2 separate regions of the Zea mays genome follow, and region 1 is linked to region 2. The links are chromatin contacts, called in public Hi-C maps. All regions are on one chromosome and are shown on one strand. Each heading gives the region's core, a stretch centred on a gene start, on an enhancer-like site or on the middle of the called end of the contact. The rest is flanking DNA. Distances are from core to core; before and after follow the strand shown. Region 1 has its middle 16 kb from the start of LOC542184. Region 2 has its middle 150 kb from the start of LOC100285091.

Region 1 (7,162 bases), core at 331-2,830, 440 kb after region 2:
AATATTTGATATTACCTACTACATCCATTCTAAAATAATATTCATTTTAGAGTGTTAATAGATTTATATAATATTTAATGTTTGTGTATTACGTATGTGTTTAGATTTATTGTTATTTATTTAAATATGGATAAAAAAAGAACAAGCTCAAACGAACGATAAAATGAGACATAGTACTATATAAGCTTTTTGGAAGATTTTACCACACTGAATTGGACATTCATATCCGTGCCATTGTTCCTTGCTTTTCCTAGAACAGAAAATACATGCGTTTCCCCCATCTTCAGGAGAAGACAACCCACGGTCGCCGGGCGGTCCAAGACTCCAAGTAGAGAGACATTTCAACCACAACATGCGTCTAGACTTTTCCGGAAACGGGTCATCGTTTGGGAGTGTTTTTTGGGTTGGATCAAGTTTTGGGTTAAAAATCACGTTCTGTATCTAATCCGTAGATTATTGCGGGTCAAAACTATAATACATACACATTTGTCCGATTAATCGAGTCTGATCATATCAGGATTTTTTTGGACAGGTCATAAAAGAAAGCTCCATTTCACCTCTCAATTCACAGCTTCTATTGTATCGGTCAAAATTGGACACATGACCTTATAACTGTTTGGTTCAATGGTTTTTCTTTTTTTTCTTCTTCTAAGTTTATTTTACCTACATATTTAAAAATAATAGTAAATCATAGATAAATACAAAATAAAAATCTAACATTATTAAAATCTATACACAGAACATATGAATATATGATACAGTATGTTACAATAAAAAAATAGTTCTAGCATTAGTTCTATGTTTTCTATAATTAATTTATAGCTACAATTTCTATCCAATTGTGATACTTTTTTGATAATCTAAATTTTAAACACATTCCAACATGTATTACTGAGTTATAGATTTATCTATATTTATGCTTGTTAAATAGTTTTAAACCGTACACATGTAAACATAGAACATATATGTTCTGTATGTAATGCTACTATTGTACAAATTATGAACACTGAACATGACCATATTGTTATAGAGAACATTGCACATAGAACACATATTTTCTACCTTTACAAACTTCTAACTATTTAACAAGTATAAATATAGAAAAAAAATCTATGACTTAATAATACAAGATCCAATAAATATGATCTTTTTACTATAACTTAAGAATACAATGATTATCCTGCAAAAAATATATCATCCCAATTGGACCATGGAAACTACAGTTGTGAATTAATTATAGGAAAAAACATAGATCTAAAAATATAACAAAAACTTTGTACTGAAACATATCATATCTTATATTTACTGATTTGGCTGAAACAAACATATAAACGAAGCAGTTGGTCACATGTGTCGTTATTAAAGATAAGGGAAGGGCTATGTCCGGTTTTAAAGTTAAGAGACAAAGACTAGTTCTTATGATTGTTGAGGGAGTAATAAACTTTTCACTGTCCAGCTGTCCTACACGCGCTAGAACAGGAACACACGTTTCGCTCGCGCACTTGTTGCTTGGACAGGCCAAGCCGCCAAGGCGCGTCAGGCGTTTCCCGTGGGCCGCCGGAGATTCGTGGGTCAGCCGCTGGTTTTTGGGCTGGCGGCGCACACAGAATCACAAATGGACCGGCATCCACCCACCTACCTCCGTGTCAGCCGATAAGACCAAGAACAAGAAGGAAATGCGAACTTGGTATCTTCTGCACGCAACCCTACCCTTCCGGAAATATTTGCAGTTCACACAGGGACTTACAGATACTCCTACTGGTACGCAATTCACAGCAGCTTCACCAAAACGGTTAGGACTTTTTTGGTTAGCTCTCAATCCATCTGGATTGAATAAAATTTGATGGGTTCAAATTTCAAACAAGTCAAAATTCTTGTTAATTTTTTCTAACCTTATCTAATCCATAGGTAACAGGATTAACTGAACAAGACCTTAAAGAGCTAAAACCCGGCGCCCATCGATAACCAGTTTATCGCGACCGGACAAAATCGAAACCGCTCAGTTTTTTAATTCGAAAACCCGATAAATCCGATTAATCGGAATATCATATTCTGGTCTGATAAACCGGCGACATAGAAATATAATCCGAGCCATATATATTTTTACAAATAAAGCATATTGAGATCCCATAATTTAAACAAAAGATGACCCTGAACATTATCACAAATCCAATAACAACATTTAGCAGTTCAAATAACATTTTTTCATAGTTTTTGAATTCAAACGACTCAAAATCGATTAATCGGCCGATAAGACCGATTTATCGGTCACCAATTTGATAAATTGGTAGCAGTGCGCGAGAAATCAAACCTCTTGTTTTTTAGCAAATAAATCATATTTAGATCGGTCTAAATGTTATCACAAGTCTAATAACAACATTTAGCGGTTCAAAATACATTGTATGACACTGTTCCATGGTTCAAATATATTACATGTCACTGTTTCATAGTTCATAAATACCATCTAAGATACAGTACACCATCCGGTGAGGACCATTCCCACGGGTGTGCATTCCACTGATTATGTGATGTAATCTTTCCAAGTCTGACTGGTCAACGTAAAAGTCGTACTCCACGACTCCACCAACATTTAGTAGTACTCAGGGTCCTGCCATTCATATTTTGAAATTTGGTTTTAGCAGTTAGGTTGATGACAATGAATTTAAGAACCAATGTTTTATTAGGTCTTAGTATTACTGTTTAATATTCACAAATAAAACTATGAATATCTAGGGCACCCGAAGGGCGCCTAATATTCTAGTGATCTATTATTGTAAGTATTATTAGCCCATATTGCATGTAAAAGTGATAATTTGAAAAGATTTATGATGAAAAGGAGAAAAAAATCCCCTAAACCCTAGCTCCTACTCGGTTGCCGGCTAATCAGTCATATACATCGATTTATCAGCTTTGGTGAGCGGCTAATCGGTAATACTAGCCGATATATTGTTTTTCTTTTTTTGTATTTTTCCGAAACTTCCATGATTTTTAGTTTGAAATCCGTTGCGTATTTTGAAATTTTGTTTTAGCAAAAAGTCTTCAAATAATCCATAGTATTTATAAAAAATTGGCATCAAAAGTTTTCAAAATTTATATTTTTCAAATTCAAAATCCAAAACTGGGGTATTGGCCTTACCGACCGGCGCCGATAACCGGTTAGTCGACCGGTTAGCCGAATTAGGCGACCGGTTTGTGGACCCTTGATTCACAGACCTGGATAGTTACACAGTTACAAACTTGCCCGAAGGCTATCTTTGGTGGATCGTGTAAAATAGGACACATGACATTGTAGATGATACTTTAACACTGTTTGCATAATGAAGTTTGAAATCGAGAATAAGATAGGGATGTGATAGAGGATCTACGAGAGATGTCCTAAGGGCTAGTTTGGCACAAAATGTTCTAAAATACTTTGGACATATTCAGCTGCTTAGTTTTTGCAGTAGGTATGCTGATGACGTGGCTGATAGTGGAAGACAATAAATACGGTAGCTACAGTGATGATTATAGCTACAACGTGTCGATAACATCACCGGTATTTTGATATCATGGATAGTGGTCGTCCAATATTTATACGAGATTAATTATAATCTAGGTATGCCCGTGCGTTACGACGGGAGTAAAAAATTTGTATGAAACATAGATACAGAACGACAACATCACTATAATATGCAAAATCTGTGTGGCAAACATTATCAATATCATAAAACAACTCCATGTACTCCTAATATTGGCCTTGAGCGAGTCGTGAATGTGTCTCCCGCCCGAGGTTGGCCTCGGGCGAGTCATGAATGTGTCTCCCGCCGGGATTGGCCTCGGGCGAGTCATGACTGCGTCTCCGCCTGAGGTTGACCTCGGACGAGTCGTGACTAGATCTCCCACCCAAGGTTAGCCTCGGGCAAGTCGTGATTGTATCTCCTGCCTGGGGTTGGCCTCGGGAGTCGTGACTGCATCTCCCGCCACGTGAGTCATGACTGCATCTCCTACCCGGGTGTCGGTGTTTGGACTGTGGGTCCTTAACCAACCAGTAAATGTGCCGCGTGGCCGGCTCTAGATGGTGTGCGACATGACACAAGCGATTATCCTGGTTCGGGCAACTCGTGGCCCTACTTCCAGCAGAGGGGATGAGGCTTATATTACTGGCACCTTGGTGCCTATAGTAGGTGTTTACAAGCACAGTGAGAGAGGGGAAGTCCCCAAGTCCCTAGAGATGATTGAGGCAAGTGCCAATATCTAAGACAAAGTGAGAAAACAAGAACTCGACTACGTGTGTCCCTTTGCGTAGATGTTGATCCTCCTTCTTTCGTGGAGGGTCCCCTACCCTATTTATACGCCCAGAGGAGCGCCCTTGGTGAGGCCGGGTCTTGTATTTTGAAGGAGAGATGCCCTGACACCTGACGTGACGGCGGACCGTGCAGTAGATTCGTGTGTGCTGACTTCCCGTAGAGAGCCGAAGCTAAGGGGTCGTCCGTACGCCCGAGTTCCCGAGGGAGAGGCCGCCCACGCCGTAGTGGTTGTAACAGCGCCGGGATATGGGCCAAGGGTCGTTTACGGGGTACGTCATCGTCCTGGCACGTGATGTGTCGAGATTCTATTCAACTTTCATTAAGATAAGAGCCTTTGTTTAGTTGATGCAGAAGTCTTCCCAAGGCGCTAGCCGAGCCATCTCTCGACGTGCGCTACAGTAGGGCAGAGTGGTTGTCTGTGGGATTCGTGGCGTAGTCACTGGCCGAGGCCGAGCTCGGGCGAGGCGGAGAGCTTGTCTAAGGGCTGAGCTTGGGTTGAGCGAGGCGGAGCGCTCGAAGACTCGTCTTCTCGGCTTGTCGTATTTAGGCGTCCCATCGGAGGGTGCCAAGTGGCGTGCGCACACTATTTGGCATAGGCGTAATCATGCCGCTACGCTTAGACGTGATCGCTATCTTATCCACCATTGTGCTCCACTGCCACGGTGCAGTTTGGCACACACATTAAATGCACCAGTCCCCTACCTATTTTCGAGCGTCCTTGTCCTATCTGCACAAGGCTGGCTCAGGCGAGACGGACTAGGCTGAGGCGACCTCGGGCGAGACGAAGTGAGTGATGTCGTCTTCGGGTGAGGTGGAGCTCCGCTTGAGGTGGGAGATGCTCGGGGGGTGTCTCGGCTTTTATAGGTGGCCCGGATGTCGCCCCTTGGGGTTTAGTCCTTATCTCTCTGAGTGCGTTTGTTAGGGGGTAATTTGGGTGTTCCTAATTATCGCACCCAACAGTAGCCCCTGAGCCTTCCAAGGAAGTACTTTTGGTACTTATTTGGAGGCTCTCCTACTTGCCCGCGAGCATGCTGCTTTTTGAGAGATAGGACGTGCTCGTTATTCGATGGGTGCGCATGAGCACACTCGTCGGGTGTAGCCCCCGAGGCCCCGAAGGAGTGGTTGACTCCTTCGGGGGCTTTTGTTCTTTGGTAGGTTCCATTTGATCTTTGGTCAGACCGTGGGAGCCTTTTTATGTGGTTTATGAGGGCAGCCCCCGAGCCTTTGCACGGAGCAATAGGTCGATCAAGGGATGCCTCGACTTGTGGTTCGTACGCCCCTTCATCGCCTCTCTGCGAGGAGGAAGAGGGGGGAATGCGTGATGCCACCCTCGATGGGCAACAAGCATGACATTTCCGTTGAGCTGTTAACGGGTGATCCGAGTGGGGGTCTGAGCTCCTTTCGATTGCAGTCGGCTTGAGGTCCGAAGACACGCCCTAAAGGTACCTACAGGTGATTTGCCTGGTCCCAGACCCATTCGATGGGATTCGAGGGCTCAATGCCTCCCTACGATGGGATACCGTCATGAATCGCTCCCGGGGGTTCTCGAATATATCTTAAGGTACCTCGGGTTGCAACCCGAACTAAGGCCATGTACGGGCGTACCTATAGTCATCTCTGACTCTATGCTCTGGGCGGTTTTGGAGCCCTTTCGAGGGGCCAACCTTCGAACCCCTGATCAATATTGGGCTCGGAGCCCTGAAGTCCTAAGGCGGTTCATCCGAACCCTGCTGAGGGTGGAGCCTTTGAACCTCTAAATAATATCTTTCCATGCCTTTCCTTCCGAAGTGACAGGCTGAGGTAGAAGACTACTTTTTTTCGATTCGCTTCTCCTTTTCCGAGGGGGGTCGCTCGAGGCAGATGATGCTTCTTCCTAGTTCGGTTGCCGAGGGGATTAAGAGGCGGTATAGTCAAGGGGAGAGGGTGTACCTTTTGAGGTGGAGTGTGGAACGGCGCTCGGCGTGTTTTTCCTTGGAGGGGACACAGTCATTTAGGGTCTGTTTGGTTGGGTTGTGGCTGTGAAAAAAACTGTTGTGGGCTGTGAGCTGTGGAAAAAACTGTTGTGGGCTGTGAGTTGTTAAAAAGCTAAAACTGTTTGATGGAAACCACTAAAATCCGTTAAAAGTTCTTCGACATATGTTTTCACAGTTCCATCCAAAAGCCACTAAAAGCAGGTCTAGAGGTGTTTTCAATTTTGCACTGCGAGAAAGACATGTTTTAGAAAAAGCTGCTTTCTAAATCCAGCCATTTGGTTTGACTTTTGGCTTTTAGGGGCTAAAAGCCAAAGCCAAAAGTCAAACCAAACACACCCTTAATGTGACGGGATGTTTTGCCTGCCAACCGATCGTTTGTGGCACGAGTGCTCGCGGGACTCGAAGCGGCCGTTGTCTAGCCGTTTTTCGAATCGTTCCTTGGTGGCTCTGTTCGTCCGATAAAGCTGACCAAGAGGGAGGGCTTTGGACCGTTACCTTTGTAGTTTCAATTCTTTTCCTTCAAACGTCGTCTTCAGCTTCCGCCCAAAGAGCTCTTCGCCTTCTGTTCGTTTCGATGGCGGAAAAGATCACTGTCCTTCCTCCCCGTGACCCGTGGGCTATGTCTTCCATTAGCGATGCGGATCTGGAAGCACTGGTTGACGGCGGTCTGCTCCAGCACCAAACCATCGGTCCGTGGCCTGAGTAGATCGCGTCGCACGATGAGCAAGTGCCGAATCCACTCGCAGGCTACATTGTTAGCTTTACCTCGTTCCATGAACGGGGCTTCGGGGTTCTAGCGAGTCGCTTCATGCGGGCCCTGCCGCACTACTACGGGGTGGAGTTTCATAACTTCAACCCCAACTCCATCGCTCAGGTGGCCATCTTCTCCACCGTCTGCGAGGG
Region 2 (6,701 bases), core at 1,695-4,194:
GGATTTTGGTGGAGGGAAGAAGGGCGGAAAGGGGGAGGATTCAAGGTGATTTTGAGATTTTATCTTGTTTAATTGTGTTGTAATCCAATTGATTATATGTTTACCTATCCGAATCGGTAGAGGTGCTGTCCTGAAATTTTGTGGGTGGGCGAACAACAGTAGTTCTTGGGATTTCTGGGAATTTTTCGTGGGTAATTAGTGGGGATCAGTGGGTGAATCATGTAGAGCTTTGTCATACCTTTCCAACGGGTACTTATGCGCTCGATTCGGAGTTATAATTTAGGAGATATCGTTGTTTCAATCCGGTTATGTTGCTGTCCAAAAAAACAGATTTTCAGGTGGGTGAACAGCAGTAGTATTAGCAGTTTCTGGGCATTTTTCGTGGGTAATTAGTGTTAACCAGTATGATAATAATGTAGGGCTTTGTCTTATCTTTCCAATGAGTACTTATGCGCTTGATTTGGAATTATATTTCAAAAGATATCGCTGTTTGAATCCGGGTATGTCGCTGTCCAAAAGACAAAAAAAAAACAGATTACAGGGTTCATCTTGTGGACTGTTTTGGGCTAATTAGATGTTGGAATTTAATTATAAATTGTGTACAAAACTTGTGGGGAATTTTATGTAGATGCCTCTGGAGTTTTTGTTTGTTACCACTGCTGTCATAATTTTAAAGTTATGAAATTATTAAGCAGCCCCGCTGCAGTTTGGTGGGTGTGGGGAGAGATGTAACCCGCGGCGGGGTTTGAGTTTGTGCGTAGGTGCAGCGTCGCTCATGAGCCTGATTATGTGAAATTGGTGCACTAAGTTGTGTGTCAAAAACAGATGGTGGACTTCCGGATCGTACTTAGGGATTTGCCTGAACTTCCGGTAAAGGCAAGTAAATACAGTGGTGGTTGCTACCGTTTGGTTTGCATCCTATTCCCTGTCATTGAGTATGCATAAGTTTAATTATGTTAATCATTGAATTCTATGATGAAGTTTATTTGTTTGGAAGTATTAATTCTCAATTGTCTAATATTGTGGATGATCATAATTTGTTAATGATATATGTGGTTGATTCCCATCTTGGATGAAGTTGAAGTATCTTTTTGAATCACGTTATATGAAGTGTTGTAGGCATGACATGCACATCGCATCATCCATCTTGCATTGTGAAGTTATGTCGTGATCTTATGGTCCGACCGTACCGGTACATTTTTAGCATCGTACGTTGCCCGAGGAGGGGTACGATGCGGCTTCATATCCTTAGAGGTATGAAGGCAGAAGTCATTCTTGCATTTGCAGACATTTGCACTCATGAGGTATATATATATGAAGTGTGACATTACTATGTTACTATTGTGGTTTCTACCTGCGAGGTGTGGTGACTAGGTGTGTTGTACGTTGTATACGTGCTGCACCTTCGTAATAAGAAGGTTGTGGAATCAAGTGGTGGTAAAACAATGTTCTTATGTGGTTAAACAGTTTGATATTATTTTACTTGCTGAGATGTGTCATCTCACTCTTGCATTACTCAATGCAGGTACTTGATACATGTTGGGAATGAGGGGAGTAGCAGCACGTCCACTTTCACTCTCACAATAGCGCTGCCGAGGTGCAGCCATGATTTAATTAGAAATTTATTATCAAAGGAAGTTTGTTTTTTAACTAGTCGTGTGCACTAGTTAATTTAGTTCATGTCGTATGTTTAACTTCTCTTTGCTAGCCGATTAATAGTACTTAGTATGTTTTTGTCATGATATATGTTTATACACTGTTGCCCCCTCGTCTATGCAATTTTGCAAAGGGGATGCTGCCGAAATTTTATATATAGATGGCAGAAGTGTTGTTTAGTAGCATTCTGGGTGTTTGTGGACCCTCGGGGTGTTACAAATGTACCGGCATCTCACTAGTAAAATACGGTTACACAGAAAACGTTTGAGTCAATCTAATCCGCATAGGAGAACGCGATACGTGCAGTACGGTATTGGATAAATAACTCACAAAGGCTGTCCATCCTCCCAAAACCAGGAGGTAAATTTGAAGAATGTTCATGGTGCCGCGGCGCCATCCTTCCCGCCAATATTTGTTCGAGGAGTGTGCGCGCCTGACAGCATGGTCAGCCGTGTGTTTGACCCTGACGGAGCACGTTGGTCGCCTCGTAACTCGGCGCAGAGGCGGGCCTTGCCCTCGCGTGGCGTGCACGTGCATACTACCACATGACAGATGACACGAGAGCTGCTTCAGTGCAGCTGGTCGCCAGCCAGCCTGTGAGCTCATCAGAATGCGTTTGATGGATCACCTGTAGCTTAAATAATGGACAAGATAGATTCGTGTTACTAGCAAAGCAAATGCCAAGGCGCATCAGTAAGCATTTGGCTGTCACGACGCTACGTACGCAAAATATATTACTGCTAGTACACTTGTAGGGCGTGTCGCTAACTAGACCTGTTCCATGGGGCCGTTGTACTGTACCTGTTCGTGCTGAGAAAGCCACATGCATGCGTAGCACCAAGGTCGTCGTCAGGCTCGGTAGGCTGGTGCAGCAACAGGGCGCCTCCTGCGGTCCTGCCTCTCTCTGCCTGCGATGCGAGTCGCAAAGGGAAAAAGCTTTGGCCCTTCCACAGAAACGGCCACGCCGCCCGCACTAACATTGCATGCGACGAGCTAGCCTACGACTAGCGGCAAAGCGGCACCGAAAGCGAAGCTCATTGTTGTGATTTGTGAACGCAGAGACAATGTGTGATCCGTATACCGTATTGTACGCTTATATAGCAGTACTAACATTGTAACACGCCTTTGATCACCTATTTCGCGGCATTGTACATAACCACCAGCAGAATAGCGATCTATAGATGTTCATGCATGTCGAGGTATGACAGCACGGTTTTAAGCCTGGTATGACTCAGAGTCTTATCCCGGTACGAAGGAGCGTGCTGGTCCGGCCAACAACGGCATACACGATGACTGCTCTGGAAACGAGCCGGGTAGGTGTGGCTCGCTCAGTGGTCGAGCTTGGCTCGGCTCGCCTCGCCTTGCCTACTCACCGACCTTTAAAAGGAGGCTCGGCTCGCGAGCTACACTTTAAAAACTAACATCATATTATATAGTTAATTAATGGTCTATAAACATAAAATAAATAATCATAACACGACATTACAAGTAATCTAAATTATAATTGTTATATACATACACCATTAAAGACTAAGAAACGAGTCAGATATCTATAAATTAACCAATATCCATCATTATTGTGTAGGTTGATTATTTTTGTGCAGCTCGTGAGCCGGCTCGCGAGCCCGAGCGGCTTCGCTCGGCTCGTTGCCTCAACGAGCTCGAAAACCTGGCTCACTCGCGACTCACGAGCTTCGAGCTTTTTTCCAGCCCTAGCTCTGCTAGACAGCAACGGCCAACGACTCTCTCCTATTGGCTCAGTCCCTCACCTTGTATATATATAACTGGTTGTCACGTCTATTCCACTCCTACCCAAAGTTTGGTAGAGTTCCGCTCCATGATTATCTAACTCAGAGACCTGATTCTGTAATAGAGTGATTTCGAGTGATTCTCTACCGGAAGTAAATCTATTTGACGAAAACCGTTTGACAAATAGGTTGTGAATTAATTCTTGAGGGATTAGAGAGTGAGGAGTAGGTTGGGAGCGGTGGAAAGCATATTTTTTGCTCGCACTTTCTAGTACAATATAATATAGAGACTAGATTCACTCCACTCCCACAACGGAGCAGTTTAGATTTTTATCGTTTAACTCGGCATAAGTGATTCTCGCTGGGAGCAGAGTCGTGAGAGCTCTCCTAAACACCCCCTAAATCACTTCCCCCAACAACTCTCTGCTCTCCTTGGTGTCGCCTCACACAGTGGACCTTAATTTGTTCAAATCCCTCACCTTCTATTCGATTTCAATGACCTTAATCTGTTCAATTTGAAGCTAAGGATGTCCACTCTCGAAAGTTTAATTTAGATATGGATGTTACCTTATGCTAAGACACTTGATTACATATAGGCGTATATTTTATATGTGCATTAATTCTCATTATATCTGAAAATCATTAGTACACGTTGCTCAGAAGATACTAGAGTTCCCGGAACTCTTCCAAGACTCCATTATTGTTCTATGTGTTCACTAGGTTCATGCCCGTGCGTTGCCGCGGGAGTGAAAAATTAGTATGAAACATATATACGAAACAACAAACATCACTTGGGTGGTAAGGTGGAACCTCGGCGTCAACCTCATCTGGGCGTCACGGGGAGACTCACCGCCGCTCGGCGACGCCATCGCTAGTGATGGTGCCTCGTGGTCGGGAACGACAGTGGATGCTGCGGGTCCAAATCCGGACCTGAGGCCGATGTCGGCGTTGCGGGGGTGGCAGTGAGGTGGAACCTCAGCGTCAGCTTCATCTAGGCGTCGTCGAGCTTGTGGACGAGTGTCTGGCGAGATGACACTCGATCGTGAGTTGTTGGCCGGTTAGGTTAGTGAGGAAAGCTCCCACCAATTATTGGAATCAATCGCCATTCAGCAGTGGTGGCTATGGGAGAAACCGATGCAACCTTATCTAGGCGGGCACCCTCCTTACGGGTGGAGTACCACGAGTCCACGACGTGAGAAGCGGGCGGTAGTCTGTTGTGGAGTGGGCGGGTGGGATGCAACAACTGACATGGCATGGAGGTTGCGGATGGCGTGAAGACGCGAAGGGTGCGGGAGGCGACATGGGTGTTGGTGAGCGTGTGCGGGCCTGGGGAGGGTGGAGTCATGGTCTGCTTGTGTACGGTAGGGGTGAGTTGGTGTGCGTTTTGGTGTGAGTGTGTGCATACATGAACATATACTACAACTGTACTTGTAAGTGAGAGGTAATAAAAAGCCATTGCGTTGCTTGGGAGACTTGTCGCCAACTATACACTGCTGGGGCTGGGGTTGTTTCTGCGCTTAAACTCAACTACCGCTTCTACGTGCATGTAGATGTTGCTAATTGTTGCCGGACTATCGAGCCACCAGGTGTACCAAACTGAAGCTAGTTGTGTTGGGCTTGGGCCTCCAATGCAAGGCCGCCATGCTTAGGCCTCGAGATCGGAATGACCAATAGAGGATGCGACGGGCTGCATATCTGCCAGTGGGGTCTGGGGAGGGTGAAGTCGTGGTAGTGCCATGGTCTACAGTATTGCCTTAATAGATAGTAGAGACTTGTTCCACACCATATTCTAGAGATTCATTCTCATTTGCATGCATGTAAAAATGATCAAAGTCTAAGAACTGTTGTATTTCCTATGGAACTTAAATTGTTCAAGTACTAGTAGGATATACCTTTGTTGACATTGTTTGCGACAGTAAAACATAAAAAATCAGATACAAAAAATATATGTCCATACCCCTATAATACTGACTCTTCTATGTTGTTACTGAATATTGTTTATATTACCAATTCTTATAACTTGAAAAAAATAGTTACTGACTGCCTATTATATACTGCTATAAAGTAGATTGTTACCCCATTCGAATGTATATTACTAACTGTTGATCGTTGTTACTGAATATTCGACGTTGTTACTAACTATGCTTGTAAAACAAATTAAAAAAAACTATATTCGACGTTGCTACTGAATGTTCAACTTTACTACTGAATATTCAACATTGATACTTACTATACTCATAAAACAAATCTAGGCACCAAAAAATCTATGACAAATATTACCGTTGTTCGACGTTATTATTGAATAGTCGAGGTTATTACTGACTATACACTACAGGGTTATCCTATAAATATCTGCTTACTGACTATTCACCATTATTACTGAATGATACACATATTACTGACTCGATAATATATTAACAGATAACCCTACAGAGAATGTTTCACTTAAAAAAATAGTATGCATAAATCTAGTACTAACTAGTACTCACCCTCTCCGCCCCTTTCCAATGTAAAAATGCTCTTTGAATAAACTGCATTAAAAATCAAAAACGATTTCAATGGGGGTGGAGGAAAACCATACCTGAAGCACCCTGCAGTATCCACGCCGCAGCAACAACTGTAGAACGAATTTCCGATCGGTACACACAAAGTGTGAAACCCTAGAAGCGATGAAAAAGGAGGCACGCAAATGCTATAACTGACTGCACAATGAAAAAGGAGGTACACAGTAATGAGGTGCTCTCCAACTGCTGTGAATAACACAACGCTTACATTGTCGAACATGCTAAAGGAAAGGATAAAGGATTTGGGTTTGGTTTGTTGCTGATAATGAATATAGAAGGCCTTGAAGATAGGGTGTTGGTGGCATATCTACTTTCAAGTGTACATGATAATCCTTTGCACATTGAAGTTGGTGGCCACTTGTTGCCGATAACAGCTCAAGTTGTCCACCTCATCTCTGGTTTGCCAAGGGGTAATCCAAAATTCCTCGAGCTTGGCTACTACGAGATGACCAGTGCCAAAAGCAGATTCAGTTCAAAAAGTAAATAAAACACTATTTATGTTTGCACATTGTTTTCGATATATCATAATAATGTATCATTCAAAATATCCATTTAAAAGGACATATTGCGAGTCAAAAGGCATGGCTGATATATTTAGAGCCGACCGTTCAAAGGGCATGTCTTCTTTCAAGAGGCTGAGCACGAAGAAGTCCTCCAGTGGGTTGTTTAAGGGAGGACCAATGACCATCAGAAATATGATGATGACTAGATTTTATAGTACTTTTGCTGCTTG

Evidence for each region. A called contact is a pair of places that touch in the nucleus more often than the background predicts.
Region 1: a Hi-C map of tassel shows a contact between it and region 2, with 3 times the contacts expected there. The contact joins two enhancer-like sites. A contact is called at or near these places in 2 of 25 Hi-C or Micro-C datasets (ear and tassel).

The regions. Positions count from the first base shown.
Region 1 is chr8:36,536,926-36,544,087 of Zm-B73-REFERENCE-NAM-5.0, forward strand. No RefSeq gene overlaps it. Among protein-coding and RNA genes, the nearest start is that of LOC542184, 16 kb to the left of the region's middle. Within about 2 kb of position 1,581, at least 17 of the 20 cell types and tissues checked have an H3K27ac peak or open chromatin away from gene starts, as enhancers often do. A contact at or near this core is called in ear and tassel, where this site is marked.
Region 2 is chr8:36,098,972-36,105,672 of Zm-B73-REFERENCE-NAM-5.0, forward strand. No RefSeq gene overlaps it. Among protein-coding and RNA genes, the nearest start is that of LOC100285091, 150 kb to the left of the region's middle. Within about 2 kb of position 2,945, at least 9 of the 20 cell types and tissues checked have an H3K27ac peak or open chromatin away from gene starts, as enhancers often do. A contact at or near this core is called in ear and tassel, where this site is marked.